4 separate regions of the Mus musculus genome follow, and regions 2, 3 and 4 are each linked to region 1. A link is a contact called in public Hi-C, HiChIP or PLAC-seq and promoter capture Hi-C data. All regions are on one chromosome and are shown on one strand. Each heading gives the region's core, a stretch centred on a gene start, on an enhancer-like site or on the middle of the called end of the contact. The rest is flanking DNA. Distances are from core to core; before and after follow the strand shown.

Region 1 (4,725 bases), core at 744-3,243:
GTAACTGCCTTCAAAGTCACGTGACTCTTAAGTGTGGAGTCTTATGTTGCTGTGGACAAATGACTTGGCTGAGCCTTGGACAATTCTTTGTGTGTATGTGGGTGTAGGCCAGAGGTCAATCCTGGGATGTCATTCCTCAGGAACTATACACCAATTTCTTTTTGTTGTTGTTTGTTTTTGTTTTTGTTTTTCAAGACAGGGTCTCTCTGTGTAACAGCCCTGGCTGTCCTGGAACTCAATATGCAGACCGCCTAGGCAGGCCTCAAACTCAGAGATTCATTCCCCTGCCTCTTCCTCTTCAGTGCTGGGCTTAGAGGTCCCGGTCACCTCACCCAGCCAAACCTGGCTTTTTTGGAGAGATGCTGAGAACTGAACTTAGCCCTTCATGGTTGCATGACAAGCACTTTACCAACTGAGCTTGCTCCCCAGCCTTTTCTACATGATGCCTTCTTAGGATGATCACCTCAAGACCAGCTCAGGGAAGCCAGATACCTCCTCTCCCAGAATTTCTTGCTTTCCAATCACTCTAGCTCCCAAACTCTCTTTCTACTACATTTTTTGAAACTTTGTTTTGTTTGGTTGTTTGGGGTTTTTTTGGCTTGCTTGTTTATTTTGATTTTTTGAGTTAGTGTCTCTATTATGGAGCCCGGGCTGTCCTGGAATTCACTATATAAACTAGGCTGACCTGGAACTCTGAGATCTGACTGCCTCTTCCTCCCTGCTTTGTTTGTTTGTTTGTTTGTTTTTCCAGACAGGGTTTCTCTGTGTAGCCCTGGCTGTCCTAGAACTCACTCTGTAGACCAGGCTGGCCTTGAACTCAGAAATCCACCTGCCTCTGCCTCCCAAGTGCTGGGATTAAAGGCGTGTGCCACCACTGCCCGGCTAATGTTTTTCATTTGTAATGAAATTTGAATTCATCTACAAATATACCTAACCTTTTCACCTGCACGTTTTAAATATGCTGTACATTCTCAAATCCTCAAAACGTGAATGTGTGTGTGTGTGTGTGTGTGTGTGTGTGTGTGTGTGTTGGGGGTTGTTAATGTCTATCCCAGCCCCACCCCGTCTGTTTTAAATATGCTGTACATTCTCAAATCCTCAAAATGTGAATGTGTGTGTGTGTGTGTGTGTGTGTTGGGGGTTGTTAATGTCTATCCCAGCCCCACCCCGTCTGTCTAATCATACTGGTCTTCATTGTTTTTTGTTTTATTTTGAGACAGGGTGTCTCTATGTAGCTCTGTCTGTCTGCCTGTCTGTCTCAGCCCCTCCCCCCACCCCACCCCCACCCCCGTGGCCTGGGCCGCCACCACCCAGCAATAATTTCCAAGCTCCAAACTTCTGCCTTAAGGACAATTTTGCAACTCCCTATGTGTCTACAGCATTCTCTCTGGGTCCTAATATTAGACCTTCAGGGCTCCTGTCCGCTCATGACAGTTACATAGTAACAACATGTTGAATGAATGAATGAAATGACAAACAAACGAACGACAGAAAGCAACTACTTAGGATCCTGCATACCCTGACTGTTAACCCCAGGGTCAAGAGAGACATCTCCGGGTTCAAGGAGCAAGTCCGGGTGCAATCAAGGTCGACACCTACAGGTTCCTTGCCTCCTAAACGCGTTGTCTTGATAAGGAATCCTAAGGCTCTTCAAGCCCTCAGCATCCCAAGGGCCCCTCGAGCCTCGTCTCACCTCCTACACAGGCCAGCACAGCCTTGAAGGCGCAACTTTCCATTGCCCTCTCGATCATCTTCTGCTCCTCGCTCTTGGCAGGACTCGGGATCCCGCCCAGGCTGCCAGGCTCCAGAAGCCGGGGCTGACGCTTGTCGCCCACCAGGTACTGAAGAAGAAGGCTGTACTGCAACGGAGCTTCGGCAGAACCCGCTGCCTCAGGAGCTGAACCCCCGGCCTTGGGGGCGGTAGCCGCCATGACCGTAGGGGCTCTAGTACCTTTCACTTCGTATTTCCCACAGCCGATTCCACACGCTTACCTAGGCGTCCAGCCAGAGTGACGACAACGGCAGATTCGCCACACTGAAGAAGGTGTAGAAGCAAAGTCTGCCTATGCATCAGCGTCGAGGGAGCTATCGTGCTTCCTCAACGCCTCTTTAAACAGCTGCCAAGTTTGTAAGACATTGCTAAAAGCAATCAGACAAGACTCAATATCTCAAGAACACCCCTCAACTAGGGGCCCCATTGCGGTGCGTGCCGGGATTTGTAGTTCTAACTCGAACATCTGACTACACTTCCCAGAAAGCCGTGCGTGCTCACTGGACATGCTACTTCCTTTGAAAACTCTTGAGAAGCCGCTGAAGAGCGGTCGGGCTCCTGTTAGGCTGCAGTTCGTTGAGCTTGCAGCAGGGGACGCGCGTGTCTGCTTTGTTTCTAAGCCATGCAGCAGTGATGCAGCTACCTGATTCACTAGAACCACAGGCTGGTTGGTATTCTGAGATCGAATGTACGCGCTTTGTAAGTAAGTGTTGAAACATGGCATACATATGTTCTAAATGTATTTTATTACATAGTTATTAAGCCTTTAAGGAATAAAGAAGGAGGCCAACAAATGAACTGAGTGGTGGTCTAGCAAGCCTTAAATCAGTTAAATCAGTTAGGCAGAGGCAGGCAGATCTTTGAGTTTGAAGCCAGCCTGGTCTATAGAGTGAGTTCCAGGGCAGCCATGGCTACGCAGAGAAACTATGCTTAAGAAAAGAGAGAGAGAGAGAGAGAGAGAGAGAGAGAGAGAGAGAGAGCGAGCAAGCTGAGTATAGAGTATTATATACATACTAGTTGCATACAACTATGGTTAACAATGGAAAAACGTCACAGCCCTATGGCTGGTAGAAGGTATGTGCCAACAGATACTGCTTAGCTGACCGGTTTGTTGTACACAGTGGGTACTGGACAAGTGACTTTATTTTTAGATTTTATTTATTTTAAATTAATTCAAACGAGTCTTTACCTGAATGTATGTCTGTGGACCGAGTACACGTAGTACCTGGGAGGCCAGCAAATGGCATTAGATCTCCTGGGACTGGAGTTAACAGATGGCTGTGAGCCATCATATAGGTGCTGAGAATTGAACCCAGGAACTCTGGAAAACAGCCAGCCCTCTCAACTCCTGATCCATTTCTCCAGATCCTGGACAGATGACTTTGCAATTAAGGGGCTTTGATTAATGTCCTCCAACAGCAGAGAGTAACTAGGAGCTACAGGTGAAGTTAGAACTTCTTTCACACACACACACACACACACACACACACACACACACACACACACACACACCTGCACTTCCTGTTTCCTGGCTGGGTGAATCACTCTCTTCTTGCTTATACACACCTGTCTTTTGAGTCCATCCCTTTGCTTTCATGCTCACTGCCAAGGAAGTTTTGTTACCTCCCATCACTGCCCAGTCATTAGACTGTTAACTAATCTCTTGCCTCCTGCCCGTCTCTTCAGATCATCCACAGAAACATCTCTAAGCACCCACAGGAAATGCATCTGATGTTTCAGATCCTTTGCTGTGCCAGGACACAAATGCTAACTCTGTGAATTGCCAGGAAGACACCCGTGCTTCATTCACTGCAAGCTCAGCTCTGCCTGGGCCATCCCCCATCTTCATGATTTGCTTTCCATATTCTTATTTAGTCTCAGAAGTGTTATGTCAGAATCATTATTGCTTGGGGGGGGAGTGTCCCACACTGGGAAGGCAAAGGCAAGCAAGTCTTTGACTTTTAAGGCCAACCTGTATACTGCACGTATAAAAGTGCCCATAGAGGCGAGAGGAATGGTCCACTAGAACTGGAGTTACGAGTGGTTGTGAGTCACGTGATGGGAGTACTGGAAACTGCACTCAGTTCCTCTAGAAGAGCAATCAGTGCTCTTAACCACTGAGCCCCCTCAATCATTCTCAGAGGTTTGTTTGGTTGGTTTTTTTGTTTGTTTGTTTTGCTTTTGAGACAGAGTTTCACCATGTAGCTCTGGCTGCTCTGGAACTCCTATCTAGACCATACTGCCCTCCACTGCCCCCAACTTGGAGAGATCTGCCAGCCTCCCGAGTGCTGGGATCAAAGGCATGGACCACTATGTCAGGCAATTCGGACTCATTAATGCTTTATGTTCTTCAGTGTTACAGCGCTAAGTGTAAAATTTTTGAAACTCATTTCTTTCTCGATGCCATCCTTGTTTGTTTGTTTGAAGCAGGGTTTCTCTGTGTAGCCCTGGCTGTCTTGGGGAACTCGCTCTGTAGATCTGGTTTCAAACTCAGAGATCCGCCTGGCTCTGCCTCTGGAGTTCTGGGATTAAAGGTGTGCGCCACCACCCTGCTTCTAGATACCATTCTTGTAATGCAGTCGGTGGCCAAGTGTTAGAAAATGCTGCTCCTGTTACATCTTCTTTTTGACATTGTGATTTCCTCATTGAGAAGAAAGATTCCCTGGGCTGCTCAGTGGCAGATCCTTAGATTCTAGCCTGTTTCTGGTGGATGGTCCAGTATTCCTGGATCATATTTCCTATGTTCCAGAATTGCTGGGGAGTTGTTGTTGTATTTTTATTTGTATGTAGGTGTGTACACACACATGTCTGTGCAAGTGTGGGTGCCTGTGAAGGCCAAAAGAGGGCACTGGATGTGGTACACACCCCTTAATCCCAGCACTTGGGGGGCAGAGGCAGGCAGATAGATCTCTCTTAGTTAGAGATTAGCCTGGTCTACTTATCAAGTTCCAGAC
Region 2 (4,418 bases), core at 763-3,262, 240 kb before region 1:
GAGGAGCCCTGGGACTCAAGATGTGTGCCTCCACAGCTGTTTTGTTGTTGGGTTCTTTATTTTATTATTATTATTATTATTATTATTTTATGTGTATGAGTGTTTTGCCTACATGTAGGCCTGTGCACCACCTGTGTGCCTGATGCCCGAGGAGGTGGTGAGCCTCCATGTGGGTTCTGGGAATCAAATCTGGGTCCTCTGCAACAACAAGTGCTCTAACCACTGAGCCATCCTTCCAGCCCCCACAGTCGGCTTTTAAGTCACTCTGGGGATGGACCTCTGGTCATCAGGTCTGCATAGTTTCCATTGCTGTGAAGAGACACCATGACCAAGGCAACTCTTATAAAGGTAAACATTTAACTGGGGCTGGCTGACAGATTCCGAGGTTTTAGTCTACTATCACCATGGCGGGGAGCATGGCGGCACGCAGGCAGACACGGTGCTGGGAAGGAGCTGAGTGCTCTACAAGGAGAGGACTACTGTGTCTCACACTGGGCAGAGCTTGAGCATATATATTACCTCAGAGTTCTTCCTCCATAGTGACACATGTCCTCCAACAAGGCCACATCTCCCAATGGTGCCACTTCCTGGGCCAAACATATTGAAACAACTACAAGAGGCAAGCATGTTTTACCATGAAGCCATCTTATCAGCCCTAGTTTTGACTTTCCAAGACAGAGAGACTCATGCAGCCCTACACTGGCCTCTGTCTCCTGAGCCTGCCCTTCCCCAAGGTGTCAGCATTGCTAGGCCTGTAAACTTCTTTTCTCTATTTTTAAAATCGATTTTTATTTATGTATATGGATGTGTGTGGATGTGTGCCACAGTGTGCTGATGCTCCTGGAAGCCAGAAGAAGGCATCGGGTCCCCTGGAGGTGGGGTTACAGCAATTGTGAGCCTGCTAGTGTGTGTCCTGGGAACTAAACTCACGTCTTCTATAAGATCAGCAAAACTCTTCATCACTGAGCCATCTCCCCAGCCCTATAAACCTCTTTCCTTTATAAAGCAAGCCCATCTCAGGTGTTTTACTACAATGATGAAAATCTAATACAGGCCTGGGTCTCAGGACCACTATCTTCACAGCCACAGAGCAGACACACAACAGAGTGAAGGGAGACTGGCTGTGGCCCCTCAGAAACTAACAGCTTTGCAAGGAGGAGGACTCTGAGATCCACTAAGCCACCTCTCAGGAATGCTGGGATTAAAGGTGTGGTCCACCACCCGATAGGCTAGTGTCCTTCTTGAACCCCACAAATGAATGGAGGTAGCTTTTCAAGCTATGCTCATGGGGATAGGAATACAACTGTCCTAGTTGGCTTCCACTGTCATCTTGACACAGTCATGACTTGACACAGAGTCATTTAAGAGGGGAGCCTCAGCTGAGGAACTGTCTAGATCTGATGGTGGGAGAATGTTTTATTATTAATCAATGCAGGAGGGCCCAGCCCACTGTGGGCAGCACCAGCCCTAGGCAGGTGGTTTTATATATATATATATATATATATATATATATATATATATATATATATATATATAAAAGCTAACTAGGCATGAGACCACATGTCGGCCAATTAGGAAGTAGCATCTGTCATGGCTCCTGCTGTACTTTCTTGGGCCATGAGTTCATATCCTTGTCAGAGGTAGTATTTCATGGACTAGCAAACAGTCCCCACTTCAGGTTCCTGCCTTGACTTCCCTCAACGAAGGACTTGTGACTTGCATATATATGTAAGATGAAATAAGCCCTTAGGTTGCTTTTGGTCAGAGAGTTTTATCACAAGATCAGAAAGGAAACCAGAACAACGGAGCAAGACTTGGAAACTGCTTCCTCGAGCAGGCACACTGCTCCCAAAACCCTACAAGCCCTACAAGGCCTTGTATCCTCCTGGGTCTCATCTAGCAGTTCCTGCCTCAGCCGCACGAGGGAGCCTTTGCCACTCCCTGCTGTCTTCAAAGTCCCCAGTCTCCTTAGGACTCCAGAAAGGGGCCAGCCTTTGAGGCTCTCCTGCCATGCAGAATGAGTTCCTTCTGAGCCCTGGGTGGCACAGGAGACTGGCGTGAGCTCGGGCAGCGGGGGAGGTTTCAGAACACAAGGCTATTTTTAACCTGGCACAGATGCCCTATTCCCAGCGAACGGAGGGGGTGGGGTAGGTGGGAAGCAATCTTGCCTTCCTGACTTATTGTTGTTTCATTAACCACTTCCGATGTTGGATACGAGGGGCATCACCTGGTTTCGTGGCTATTCTTCCTTGCCACAACCCCTTCCTGCTTCCCACTGCTCAAGCAGCGTTCTCCCCGCAGGGGGCAGAGAAGGAAGGGGAGAAAACGGGATTGACCAAGTGACGGTGACTAAGGGTGAGGAAGGGGTAAGCATTCTGTCTTGTGCTGTCAGCAGTGGGAGTGGGTCCAAAAAACCACTTAGCCCCTTAAATTGCTCACTTCTCCTCTCTCTAGTGGGTGTGCTCTAAATGGCTTGGAAAACCATTGCAGCTAATCAAAGGCAGCTGGAAGAGGGCCAGGCTGGACCCAGCAGGGGGCTGAATTGAGCCCGGATCCATTATCGCTACCCAGTCCAACATTTTAGTAGTGGGTTTCCGTCTGATTTCAGAGTGAGATGATTAGGTCATTATTTGTTAAATTATACCTTTTAATTAGTGGATCTATTAAAATGAAAAGCCTGAGAGAGGCACACAAGCCTCTGGGTTTTTGTTGGGGATTTATAATTACCACTGTTTAGAAGAGATTAGTGGGGGGGGGGGGCGGGCGTTAAAACCTTTTAAGAAAATCCTGGGAACAGAGATGCCAATAAGTAAGATATGGACCTTGCCGTTGCAGCTGTCTGCATCATTATCCATTTCTCATTACTGCAGAAAATGGGGGTGAAAGGGCCGAGGTCTAGCTCAGCAGTACAGCAACTCTCAGCATGCTGAAGGCCCTGGGTTCCACCCCCAACGCCCAAAATAATAAATCAAGGAAAAGATAATCATGCTTGGCTATGGCTTAGCATTAGAACATTTGCCTTGTGAGTCCCCAAGTTCCATCCCCAGCACTTACAAAGTCTATATAAAGTCACGCAGATTCTCTCTCTCTCTCTCTCTCTCTCTCTCTCTCTCTCTCTCTCTCTCTTTGGTGTTGGGGATGGAACCCAGAGCCTTACGAATATTCATAAATACTACTGACTGCTCCTCAAACCAGTTAGTTCAGTATTTTCCAAAGAGCGCGTCCAATACTGGTACTGAGAAACTAAAGGAGATCATGATTTTGGCCAGTACAGTGAGGAGTTTTAACCCATCATTCATTCCTTATAAGTTTGTGTTCTTGGGCGGTAGGGAAGTTGCGGGTGGTTAGGGGAGCGAGATACTGGATCTGTCTATGTAGACGTAAGCCTTTGGGGAGTTTGAGTTGGTCTTTGGGAGGAACCAGCAGGGATAATATGACGATGCTGTTTGGATTTGAGCTTCCTTCCTGTCGCTGTCCAACCTAGCTTTACAGAGTCCGCTGGTTGCAGAACGGCCTTAGTCCAGCAGAGGGCGCGTCACCGCCGGTTTTTAGACGCTCTCCGCTACAGGACGACACATTAGACCATCTGTGAGAGCCCAGCAGCATGGCTCTCCTCTCCCGCTGTGTTTCTTCTGTCTCTGCTGTCAGCAAGGAAGCCGATCTCTGCACACATTTGGTCTCTCGGACTATCAGAGGCCGCGGAGGCACATGCTCCGACTATTTTCATCTTTTTACTTAAAAGCAGCTCCTCGCTGCTCGCTTCACCACCAAGGGTATCTAAGCTACTTCTAAGACTTCCAGATCCGAAAGCCTTCCTTCCAGTTGCTCTATGTTCTGCAGACCCCATTGACAGCAGGCGGGGTGCCTCTCCCCAGTCTGACATGAGCTCTTGTCCACTGTTCCTCCTCCAATCTCCCTTAGACTTCATTACCGTGTCCTGTCATGGATCAAAAACCCCACGGGCACAGCTACTAGGAGCATCTTCTGTTCTCTGTCTCCAGGAATCAGCACAGCGTTTGATACAAACACCCCAGAAATACTCAATGCACAAATGAGTGCAGTCATGTAACTCATGTAAATTCAAGTTTAGGCTCTTCTCTCTCTCTCTGTCTCTCTCTCTGTCTCTCTCTCTCTGTCTCTCTCTCTCTGTCTCTCTCTCTGTCTCTCTCTCTCTGTCTCTCTCTGTCTCTGTCTCTCTCTCTCTCTGCACTGAGCAAGCTCTCTGCACTGGGGAAGCAGACATAAAAGGCACAGTTCCTGTCCTCAAAGAGACTGTAATCAGTAGAAGGCAGACATGAATCTGGGCAACTTGAATTTCCAGCTTCCTCTGGGTTGGCAGTTAATTTCACGCCCGCCACACAGGAAGGTTGCTGGCTGGCTGGACTAACACCCCCACCCCTGAAATTCAACCACAGAAC
Region 3 (5,020 bases), core at 1,331-3,830, 160 kb before region 1:
GATGGTTATGGGACAAAACTGCAAGGGCTTCCTAGCAGATGGTCTTGCATTTTCGGATCAGAAAAGATTTCCAGGGACCTTCAGTGACTTGGGTTATCAGTCAGCTGACAGCGAGGTGGCATGCATAGGATCCCAGCCCACACTATGTGGTTGGGTCAGTGAGCTGTGCCTTAGTTTTTCCATGTGGAAAATTCACAAAACCTAGAAAAGAGCTGTGCTTGGTAACACAGGCCTTTAGCCTTAGCTTTCTAAATCTCAAGATTAGCCCTCCATGACACACCTCCTCTAGTAAGACCATACTCTCTAATCCTTCCCAAACAATTTCAAGGAGCAAGTATTGGACTATATGAGCCTGTGGGGGCCATACTCATTCAAACCACCACATTGTCTCAAAAGGTAAAAAGAGAGCTGGAGATAGGCTTTGTGGTAGAGTGCATGAGTGCGGTCCTGGGTTCAATTCCTAGCACTGCATAAAGTGGGGCAAATGGAGGATAAGAAAGGAAGGAACCAGAAGTTAACAGTGGTGCTCATCAAGAGATCATCCTAGTGAAATTAAAAAAACAAAACAAAACAAAAACAACCCTCTTAAGATCTAGGCCACACACACCTAGTATTCAGTGTCCGTTATTAGCACTATGGCCTGCAAGATTGTATCTATACGCTACACTGTGTTGTGGAAAGAACAGTCCAGGGCAAGATCAGACACAATGTAGAATAACGCAAACTATAACAACTACAGGGAGAGCAAGCAACTGCAACATTTCAGCTAGGGGGAAAAAAAAACGCTGAAAATAGCTTGCTCAAGCCTTTGTAGATAAAAATGTGAAATGTATGCAAATGTATGTGACTCACATAGAAACATATATCCATGGCCTCCTCAGAGTCAGCACCGGATGTGGAGATGTGGGGCTGTGGCCTGCAGGAAAATCCCTGTGGTACATCATGTGGTGTATTGTGGGAGGGGTCAATGCTGCAGCCTTCTAGGGTTTGTAGCTGATAGCTGTACCCAGGCATGTTTTCCCTTTCTCTTGGGCTCTATGCCTTCAGAAAGTGCTATGCAACAGTAAGGCACGCCCTTGTCCTTTCTCTGTCTGCTTCCTCAGAGAGCTTGCTTGCTCCCTCTCCCACCCAGAACTCTATTTCTGGATAGTCTCGCTGGAGATGCACAGCCCCCTCCCTTGCCATGCTCCAGGTGTTGGCTTGGCCTTCCCAATTTTATATGCCAGTCTGGGGCGGTGGGGAGGGTAACAGCTGAGCAGGAAGGGCCAGCAAGTCACAGAACCAGAAGCTTGAGTTAGAACTAAAGGGGTACAGGAGGACCTGTATCTGCTGCCCACCTGTGGGGGCTCCCCCACACAAGAGCATCTACCCTTGAACCTCCCAGAGGCTCTATCCTGTGTATCAATGGGCTCTAGCTTTTCTTGATCATCTATAGAGGCCAGTGTCCAGACAGCTGGGAAGTTTACAAGGCTGGGTACAAATTTCCTTATAGGTGAGGGTCTGCTTCTACCCCTCAAAACTGTCTGTGCTTGTTTGGGATAAGGAGAAGTCCCTGTGGGTACTAACAACACTGCCCTCCATACAGGGAATGGGGAGCTTAACTCTTTGAAAAGCTCTGTATGGCTGGAGCCCCAAAAGGGCTTAAGCTGTCTGAAGATGGGGTGGGATGGGAAGTGTCCCATTATTAGAAATGCCACTATACTAGTATATGAGAGGTCTAACCCAGGTCTTCCTTGGCGGGCTTCATTGCCTCCTTCCCTGGGAATTCAGGAAACAGGTTGCAGCCATGGGTCCCATGTCACTCCCAACCCCCAAACCTTCAGTGCTGTTGAGGTCACTGTTTGGAATTTTGTTTCTTAAGACTGGTCTCTGAGGCATCTGACCCCCATCTTCCTTCAATGTGATTGTACACAGAGGCTAGGGATTGTCAGACGGCTCCTGGAGGAATTGGAGAGAGTCCAGTTAGGGCTTCTGTACCCCAGTTTGACTCTTTGCCTTAAAGGCGCACATGTGAGAAATAGGTCCTTCCTCTAATGCCAGGGGATGACACTAACCCCAGTGGTCCCGCCTTACTTCAGTCGCCCACCCTTGGTGTGTGTCGGGAACTGATGCACTGTAAGATCAAGGATAGATGGGGTGATTTAAGGTTTGGTAGGAAAACAATTCCTGGGTGGCCCAGCTTTCCAGCGGGGCGCAGGATGTTAACCCAGTCCAAGCTGTGCTGCCCAAGCTTGTCTAGGGGTGGGGCCTGGCAACTGCACCAGTCCCGAAATCGTGCTTAGAGATCCTGGGGTGGCAGGTGATGTCACCCCTGCGGGTCCATAGGTTTCTTTAGTCTGCGGGTTGCCAGAATTTATGCTCAGCCCAACCAGGGGAGGAGGGGAGCCTCTGGCCCTGCGCCGCCTCCCGGAGACCCCGCGGGAGCTCTGTGCGCCGGCTGGAGGCCATCGGTGGGGCTGCGGGCTGCTCTCACACCCCACCGGCCCGCTGCGGCTGGGGGTGGGCGCGCTGAGCCTTGCGCGGATTGGCTACCGCCTCCGCCCCCCGCCCCGGGCGCCGCGCAGCCCCGGGGAAGTTGCTAGTTGGCGCGCGGGCTGCGGGGCCGCGGCTCCCAGATCCGCAGCGGGTTCGCCTAGGCTGCCACAGCCCTGCACTAAGCTCCCCTGTCCTCACCTTGGCAGCTGCGGCTTGCTCCTCCCTACTACCTGTTTCCCTGGCTCTCCCGCCTCCATCCTGAGCTCCGCAACTTCGACCTCCGAGTCTGGCCTCCCCTCCCGGCATCCCGCCTGCCGGCGCCCTTCCTCCTTTGTTGTGCGATGAGGGTCCGGTTTCCCATCTGACCAAGGAACCTCTGCCGCGCGGAGCCGCGGGCATGGAGCCGCTTAGCCACCGGGGCCTGCCGCGCCTCTCTTGGATCGACACCCTCTACAGCAGTACGTGTGCCCATGGGTCCCTGGGTGGGGGACAGGGGGTGTAAGAGGGACACCCAGCACCCTCCGAGGAGCCCTGTTGCCCTCCGGGTCCCAGGTGCACCCAGGCACCGGCAAGTGTTAGCGGCCATGGTCCGCCAGGTGTGCAGCCAGCCAGTAGGAGGAGCGGTATGGAGTCCTCAGAGCAGATTTTAGGGGGGAGGGGGCTAGATAGACCGGGGCTGGGGGGGATTGTGTCACCCCTCCCACCTGTTGTGTAACCCAGCACTCTAGCGCTCCGCGAGTGGGAAGCGTCCTTTTTAGAGCTCTACCTTGGCCTTTAGAATTGGCAGCTTTTCTCCTCACATTGAAGCGGGAAGGCCATTTTGGGAAAAGTCTTTGGCTCTCTCTAGTTTACTACCTCAGGGACATTCCGGTGTGTGATTCGGGTTGATGATGGGATCAGGTTGGAAGAGAGACTGTAAGGTACGGATCTCTGTGGGGGCCATTTGGATGAAAGAGCCAACCTCCTAGCTCAGCAGTCTTTCTTGCCAGCCTCGTCACCACCCCCATTCTCATCACTACCACCACCCCCAAGAAAAGCAAATGAAGAGGGGGGAAAAAAACCGCCGGTACTCCACCCCCTCGCTCCCAAATCAGCCATGATCATGTGATTGCTCTTGTACTGCCTGGGGGATGTGTAGTTGATCACTGGGACTTACTTACTGAGATGGGAACCATTCCCACCCCACCCCCCATGCCTTAGGTGGCACTGCCCATGTCGCCCTCCCCTCCCCCTCTTTAACTCATTGGCATTCTGTGGTGTCGGGAGATGGTCCTGGTGGCCTCCAAGAATGACAGTAGATGTGCTTTTACCTATGGAAATGCTGGGAACCCTCCCACTCTCTTTTAGCACACCCTAACCCTGAGGCAGGCGCATCTAGGGGTGACTCTGAACATTAGATGCATGAAACAAGGACATTTTGAAGGGTCAGCCTGGCTTGAGTTCCTTCTTAACAGTCACATTCCGGGGATGAGAGGAGACGATGTCTTGAGCCTCCAGGTCTTGCCTTGCAGTCTCTGCATTACCCAGCATCCAGCCTCTGCCCTCTGTATCTTTTTGGGCCCTGCCTCTGCCCTCTGCTCCCTTTGGGGGCTGCCTCTGCCCTCTGCTCCCTTTGGGCCTGCACTTCTCATATCGTCTACCCAGCCTCTTTTCCCAGATTCCTCCCCTTCCTCCTCCCAGGAGCTCTCCTTGTGCTGGTTCATTCTGCTTTGGGGTTTCAACATCAAAGAGGCAAATCTGGTCCCCCTGGGTGTCCATCCTAGCCAAACCCAGCCAGTCCATCTGCTCTTTTCCAGTAGAGGCCAGTGTCGTTGGGTGAAGGTCAGGGCTCACAGCTGTGATGTGTATGTGTGTGTACACGTGTGTCTGTGCAAATGGGGACACACATCTGTTAAGAGGCCTGCTGCAGATCAGCTCCTGACTCAAAGGACGGATTAGTGACCTCTGCTTAGCTGTGCTCTTGCAAATCAGTCATAACAATGCCTCATATTCATCTGCAGTTTGTGCTCTTGGATATTTCTGGCTCTCTGCAAAACCCATCCCTGCTTTCCTTACTTCCCAAAGCATAGAATCCTATGGAAAGCAATCTGTGGCTTTCTCTACATTGCTAAAGATAATTCTCTGACTTCATCATCTGAGTCTCCTGCCCCAGCCTGGAGTTGAGAAGCAAAATTACCTTGAGAATTCCTGACTAGAGGAAAGTCAGAGAAGGGAATTAGGCCATGAGCCTCTTTGGGGTGGGGGTGGGGGGTGCTCTATAAACTAGTCCTCACTTTGACAGCTTGGCATCTGAGCTGTCTAACCTATCTTAAGGCCCTAGGGTAGCTGGACAGTTAGATGGTGAGCAGGGTCACTAGCTTTGCACAGTGTACGGAGTCCCTGCCTTGCTCCTGGAATAGCTTATTTGGAAGTCTGTAGCAGAAGGCTTCCTGGGGAGGTTTTATGCAGTCATATTTGGGCTGTTAGCCATCAAGTTTTCTTTTTGACAAGAACCTAAGTTAAACAAATACCCAGGCTGTCATTTGCCTGGCAACGTGGTTCTGTG
Region 4 (4,401 bases), core at 394-2,893, 210 kb after region 1:
TTTGTGGCCAGTCCAAACTACCTAGTGAGACCCTGTCTCAAAAAAGAAGAGACATGAGAGAGAGAGAGAGAGAGAGAGAGAGAGAGAGAGAGAGAGAGAGGGAGAGGGAGAGGGAAGGAGGGAGGGAGAGAGAGAGAGAGAGAGAGAGAGAGAGAGAGAGAGAGAGAGAAAGAAAGAAAGAGAGAAAGAAAGACAGGAAATGGTGACAGTCTAATCAAGCCCACGTAAGATCCCAGGCCACTGAGAGACAGTCTCATTCTCTCCTCTGCCTCCTCTTCCAGCAGGGAAAACAGGACCTGCAGGGTGGAAAATCAGGAGAGGCTGACCAACTTTCTCTGGGCTCCTGCCCATCATCCTTTAGCTTCTCTGGAAGAAAAGTGGTTTGAAGAGCCCAAGTGGGAAGATAAATAAGAGCATCTTAGTGTGGTGGCACATCTGCTTGTTATTCCACGCTTGGGAGACAGATGGAGGAGGTCAGGTCTACAGATAAAACAAAAGCACCACCGCCACCCATGTCTAAACAGGATAGTCCATCCTGGTCTTAATTTATGATTTGTCCTACTTAAATGTTACAGATAACACTTTCTGGCCTGACTTTGGGCACAAATGTTTCAGTTTTCTGAAGGTACCAGAGACCTCTTTTTTATCTTGAGCAAAGGGGGAAAGCAAGAACAGCATCTGCGGGCAAGAGAGGGTGGACCTCGAGGTCAGAAGTTGGTCACAGACACTGCTACTATCTCTGCTAAAGGCTGTTCCAGAGAGAGAACCCAGAGAGCATTTAAAAGAACCAAAAGCCATCCTCCCATTCATAAAGAGGGACTGTCAGACCACACTGTCCTTTAACGCATTACTTTAAGTCTGGCTCAGTTTCTTGCTCTATAGCATTTTTCCACTTTCCCCTCGGTTCTCCTAAAGTGGGATGTTGGAAGCAGCAAGAGGAAAGCACTAATTAGGGTGCACTGGTTTTACCACCAGGCAATCACATACATCATAGCATGACAAAGAATTAGTATCCGTGAGCCACTAAGATGTTAAAATTTGGAGTGGGAGGGGCCCTCAGCCCGGGTATTTGTACTTCCCACCTCGGAAGGGACTTTACCTGTCTGAGACCACGTTCTTGCAGGAGATGATGACGGTGAGCCCCGCCCAGGTGGCCAGCACTGCCTGCACTGAGGACACTAACCTGAGGTGGGGCAGAGAAGAGAAACCAAAGAAAGCGTTTTTACTCCAGGACTACGGACAGCACAAAGCACGAACTCCAACCTGCCTTTCCCGGGCCGAGGCGCCCTCCAGGGCGGCCATGGCGCCGCGATGCCCAGAGCAAGGGCAGCGGGCGGGAGTCGCACACTCCCTGCCCTTCCCTCCCAGGTCCGCTGCGAACCGAGGGGCGCTTCCCGTCGCCCCCTTCCCGCCCGCAGCCCCGCGCAGGTCCGCAGCAGAGGGCAGCGCCCCGCCGGGGCAGGCGGCGGAGTGTGATACCTGGTGCCGACCGTCAGGCAGTCGTCTTCCGTCCATCCGGGCCGCAAACGGTGCAGCGCCCAGATGCTGAGCGCGAAGAGCCCGGGGAAGAAGAGCGCGCCGCTGGCTAGAGTCAGCAGCATGGATGCGGGTGCGGCCGCTCGCTGCGCGGCGTGCTCCGGGCTGGCGGCTTGGCCGGCTCTCCCTATTTCTAATCTCCACCCGCCCCGCCCGGCCGCCGCCACTCGGGCCCCGCCGGCACTGGCCGCCCGCCCGCGGCGCTCCCCCGCGTGACCAGCGCGCCGGCCGCGATAGGCGCGGGCAGGAGCTGGGGCGGGGTCTAGTTGTGAGGCTGCCTGGTCCCCTCTCTGTCCCCGCGGGCGCGGCCAGGGGCCTCCCTGCAGGACGTGCACGATGCGGTCCTGGATCCCAGGTCTCTGGCTGAAGGACCGGGCGGGCTATGGCCATCTGTTCTCATACACAGAGCATTGTCACTTCCAAAGGGAGTGACAGTCACAGAGTGGCTTCTCAGGGATGAATCCCCAAAGAGGCTTCAAAGCCTGTGTTTCCTCCCTGCTGTGGAACTTACGGACCTCTTGGCTTTGGGTCCAGATACTACCTGAGTCTTGGAAACTGTGTTGAGGATTACAGCTGTGACCTTATTTAACAGTTCTTGGACCAAATGATTCCACTTTAATTTAGCACCTTGAAACTTGCGAGACAGTCCAGTTGTCTCAGTATCGCTAGCTTTTCCTGGGGAGAGAAACTGCTTTGGTTTGTAGCTTCCTAACTTCATAAATGTGTGAATGTGTGGGTAGGTGGGTCTTACAATTCATTAATGCCCAGTAACATGGAAAAGTACTACAGGTCTCTTCAAATCACCGGCATGAATACTGCTCTGCAAAGTCTCATTAGAGTGCTTTGGCGGGAACAACTGGGCTCAGCCATTCTGGGCCACGTATTTCCTCAACTGTGGAGGGAGGAAACTGGATACATGCCCTTCAAGGCTTTTCCAGTTGTGAAGTCTTATGATTCTGGGATCGCTATAAAATAACAGATGGTTTCTGAAAGATGCCAATAAATTAACATTCGGTTAATGGTATAGAAATATAACAAATATATCTTTTGCTTGTTTCAATTTGTATATAATTATTGAGTCTGAGATTTTCTAAACTTTAAAAGGTAATTCCTCTTTTATATGTAATTTTACTATTGCTAGGCTGTGATCCCTTTTGGGTGAAGACAGCTCTTCATATCTCCCTATATGTTGCTAATGTGAGTTTAGTTGAAATGAAAGTAACAAAGCTCAAAGAGAACTGGGCTGTCATACACTTAGGGCAGGCTGCATCTCTGCCCCCCCAGTTCGCAACTAACATAGACAGTAAAATGAAAAGGACTCTTCAGTTTGGTACCAGGGGGACTCACAAATAAGACTCTCAATATGAACATCTATCTATCTGTAAACTTTTCATTCTCTCCAGAAAACATCTTTCTGCATCCCACTTTCTATCCCCTATGCATGCATCGTGGTCATCTCCAGCTCTCTCTGTGACTTACCCTCTCAGCTGGGAGAGAAAGCAGCATGTAATAAGCATGCTAACACTGGCCTCTCCTAGACTCCTAGCAACTGGTGTTTCATATATGGACATAAAAGAAAAATCAGCTTCCAACATTGTGTCCAAAGAAGTCACCACGGTGTTTAGATTGATTCACCATAAAGTCAATAAGCATAAAATTGAACTTGTTTTTTCAGGTGGTCAAACTCCTTTGGGAAAATGATAACGCTGAACCAAAAGTGCCAAGCCCTAAGGGAAGGTAGGAGGGAGCACTGAACTAAAGTAATAATAAATGAAAGCCATGCCTTTGATCCCAGCACTAGGGAGGCAGAGGCAGTTGGATCTCTTGGTCCAAGGCCAGCCTGGTCTACAGAACAAGTTCTAGGACTGTCAGGGCTACACAGAAAAACCCTGTCTCAAAACAACCACAACAAACCAAGCAAACGCCAACAAACCTGTCCATCCTTCAGAGTATGTTTTTGCCATGTTGAGTATCCAGCCTGCAGCCTTACACTTGTCAAGCATGTGTTTAACTACTGAGCTACATTCCCAACCCACTCCAAGCCTTCAAGCCTTAACAAACATCTTCTCCTCCACAAAGGTGCTTCTGCCAGACAGATTTATAAATTCATTTTCTTTCTTTTTTTTAAGATTTATTTATTTATTATATGAAAGTACACTGTAGCTGTCTTCAACACTCCAGAAGAGGGCATCAGATTTCGTTATGGATGGTTGTGAGCCACCATGTGGTTGCTGGGATTTGAACTCGGGACCTTCGGAAGAGCAGTCGGTGCTCTTAACCACTGAGCCATCTCACCAGCCCCCATAAATTCATTTTCTAATGAGCCCTTAAAAAATAACATAAGATCTCTAAAATATAGCCCTGCTAACCTGGAACTCACTTTGTAGACCATGCTGGACTCAAACTCACAGAGATCTACTTAGTTCTGTTGTCTTTGTATTCTATATCTCAAACTGGCATGGAACCTTTCAAGGGTTCAATAAATGATATTTTAAGACTGTATGTCGAAAACTGTACAATATGCTAGGCACTGCATCAGACACTTTGCATGAATGAACTAAAACCCCATGACAAATCTGCTACTGTTTGAGAGAGAAGGGGAAATGGGAGTCAGACCAGAGCAATTGAAAAACTACTCCAGGCACACTGCTGGCAGCAAAACTGGGCTTGAGCTTAGTACTTTCTGCCTTCTGCTTAACGAGTGGATTGCTTTTAAACTTGATAATGAAGAGTAATACTCTTTTTCAATATGGTTTCAGAGTAATAACTACATAATTACTGTTCCTCATTGTTCACTTGCAAATTTTAAGTGTAGGAGTTTATGGACACTAATGCTTTTTAAAAGTGTGTGTGGCCGGGCAGTGG

What was found. A called contact is a pair of places that touch in the nucleus more often than the background predicts. HiChIP or PLAC-seq counts read pairs in DNA pulled down with a chosen protein or histone mark. Capture Hi-C pulls out chosen DNA fragments and counts their contacts.
Region 2: a contact with region 1 is called in a Hi-C map of cerebral cortex, with 5 times the contacts expected there. The contact joins the enhancer-like site here to the promoter of Timm22 in region 1. A contact is called at or near these places in 1 of 39 promoter capture datasets (embryonic stem cells), 1 of 15 datasets of contacts at CTCF or cohesin (embryonic stem cells), 12 of 484 Hi-C or Micro-C datasets (the N1E-115 cell line, cerebral cortex, cortical neurons and 3 more), 3 of 115 datasets of contacts at active chromatin or transcription factors (bone marrow-derived macrophages, large pre-B cells and neural tube) and 3 of 9 other capture datasets (adipose tissue, embryonic stem cells and pancreatic islet).
Region 3: a promoter capture Hi-C map of pancreatic islet shows a contact between it and region 1. The contact joins the promoter of Abr here to the promoter of Timm22 in region 1. A contact is called at or near these places in 1 of 484 Hi-C or Micro-C datasets (myocytes), 4 of 115 datasets of contacts at active chromatin or transcription factors (effector CD8 T cells, embryonic stem cells, memory CD8 T cells and 1 more) and 2 of 9 other capture datasets (adipose tissue and pancreatic islet).
Region 4: an H3K4me3 HiChIP or PLAC-seq map of embryonic stem cells shows a contact between it and region 1, with 47 read pairs. The contact joins the promoter of Tlcd3a here to the promoter of Timm22 in region 1. A contact is called at or near these places in 26 of 39 promoter capture datasets (the 3T3-L1 cell line, 3T3-L1-derived adipocytes, the C10 cell line and 16 more), 7 of 15 datasets of contacts at CTCF or cohesin (CD8 T cells, the NIH/3T3 cell line, embryonic stem cells and 3 more), 83 of 484 Hi-C or Micro-C datasets (3T3-L1-derived adipocytes, the 4T1 cell line, B cells and 38 more), 42 of 115 datasets of contacts at active chromatin or transcription factors (the 230-238 cell line, the NIH/3T3 cell line, the SCID.adh cell line and 26 more) and 4 of 9 other capture datasets (adipose tissue, embryonic stem cells, liver and 1 more).

What each region holds. Positions count from the first base shown.
Region 1 is chr11:76,404,411-76,409,135 of GRCm38.p6, reverse strand. It overlaps Timm22 (translocase of inner mitochondrial membrane 22), which reads right to left and starts at 1,993. Exons shown (of 4, transcript NM_019818.5): 1 at 1,694-1,993. The coding sequence starts at 1,931.
Region 2 is chr11:76,645,280-76,649,697 of GRCm38.p6, reverse strand. The region is part of intron 1 of Gm46288 (a long non-coding RNA gene); the gene reads right to left. Among named protein-coding and RNA genes, the nearest start is that of Gm46288, 21 kb to the right of the region's middle. Within about 2 kb of position 2,012, at least 51 of the 459 cell types and tissues checked have an H3K27ac peak or open chromatin away from gene starts, as enhancers often do. A contact at or near this core is called in the N1E-115 cell line, bone marrow-derived macrophages, cerebral cortex and 2 more, where this site is marked.
Region 3 is chr11:76,568,944-76,573,963 of GRCm38.p6, reverse strand. It overlaps Abr (active BCR-related gene), which reads left to right and starts at 2,580. Exons shown (of 23, transcript NM_198895.2): 1 at 2,580-2,933. The coding sequence starts at 2,873.
Region 4 is chr11:76,199,334-76,203,734 of GRCm38.p6, reverse strand. It overlaps Tlcd3a (TLC domain containing 3A), which reads right to left and starts at 1,643. Exons shown (of 5, transcript NM_027773.4): 1 at 1,480-1,643; 2 at 1,100-1,183. The coding sequence starts at 1,601.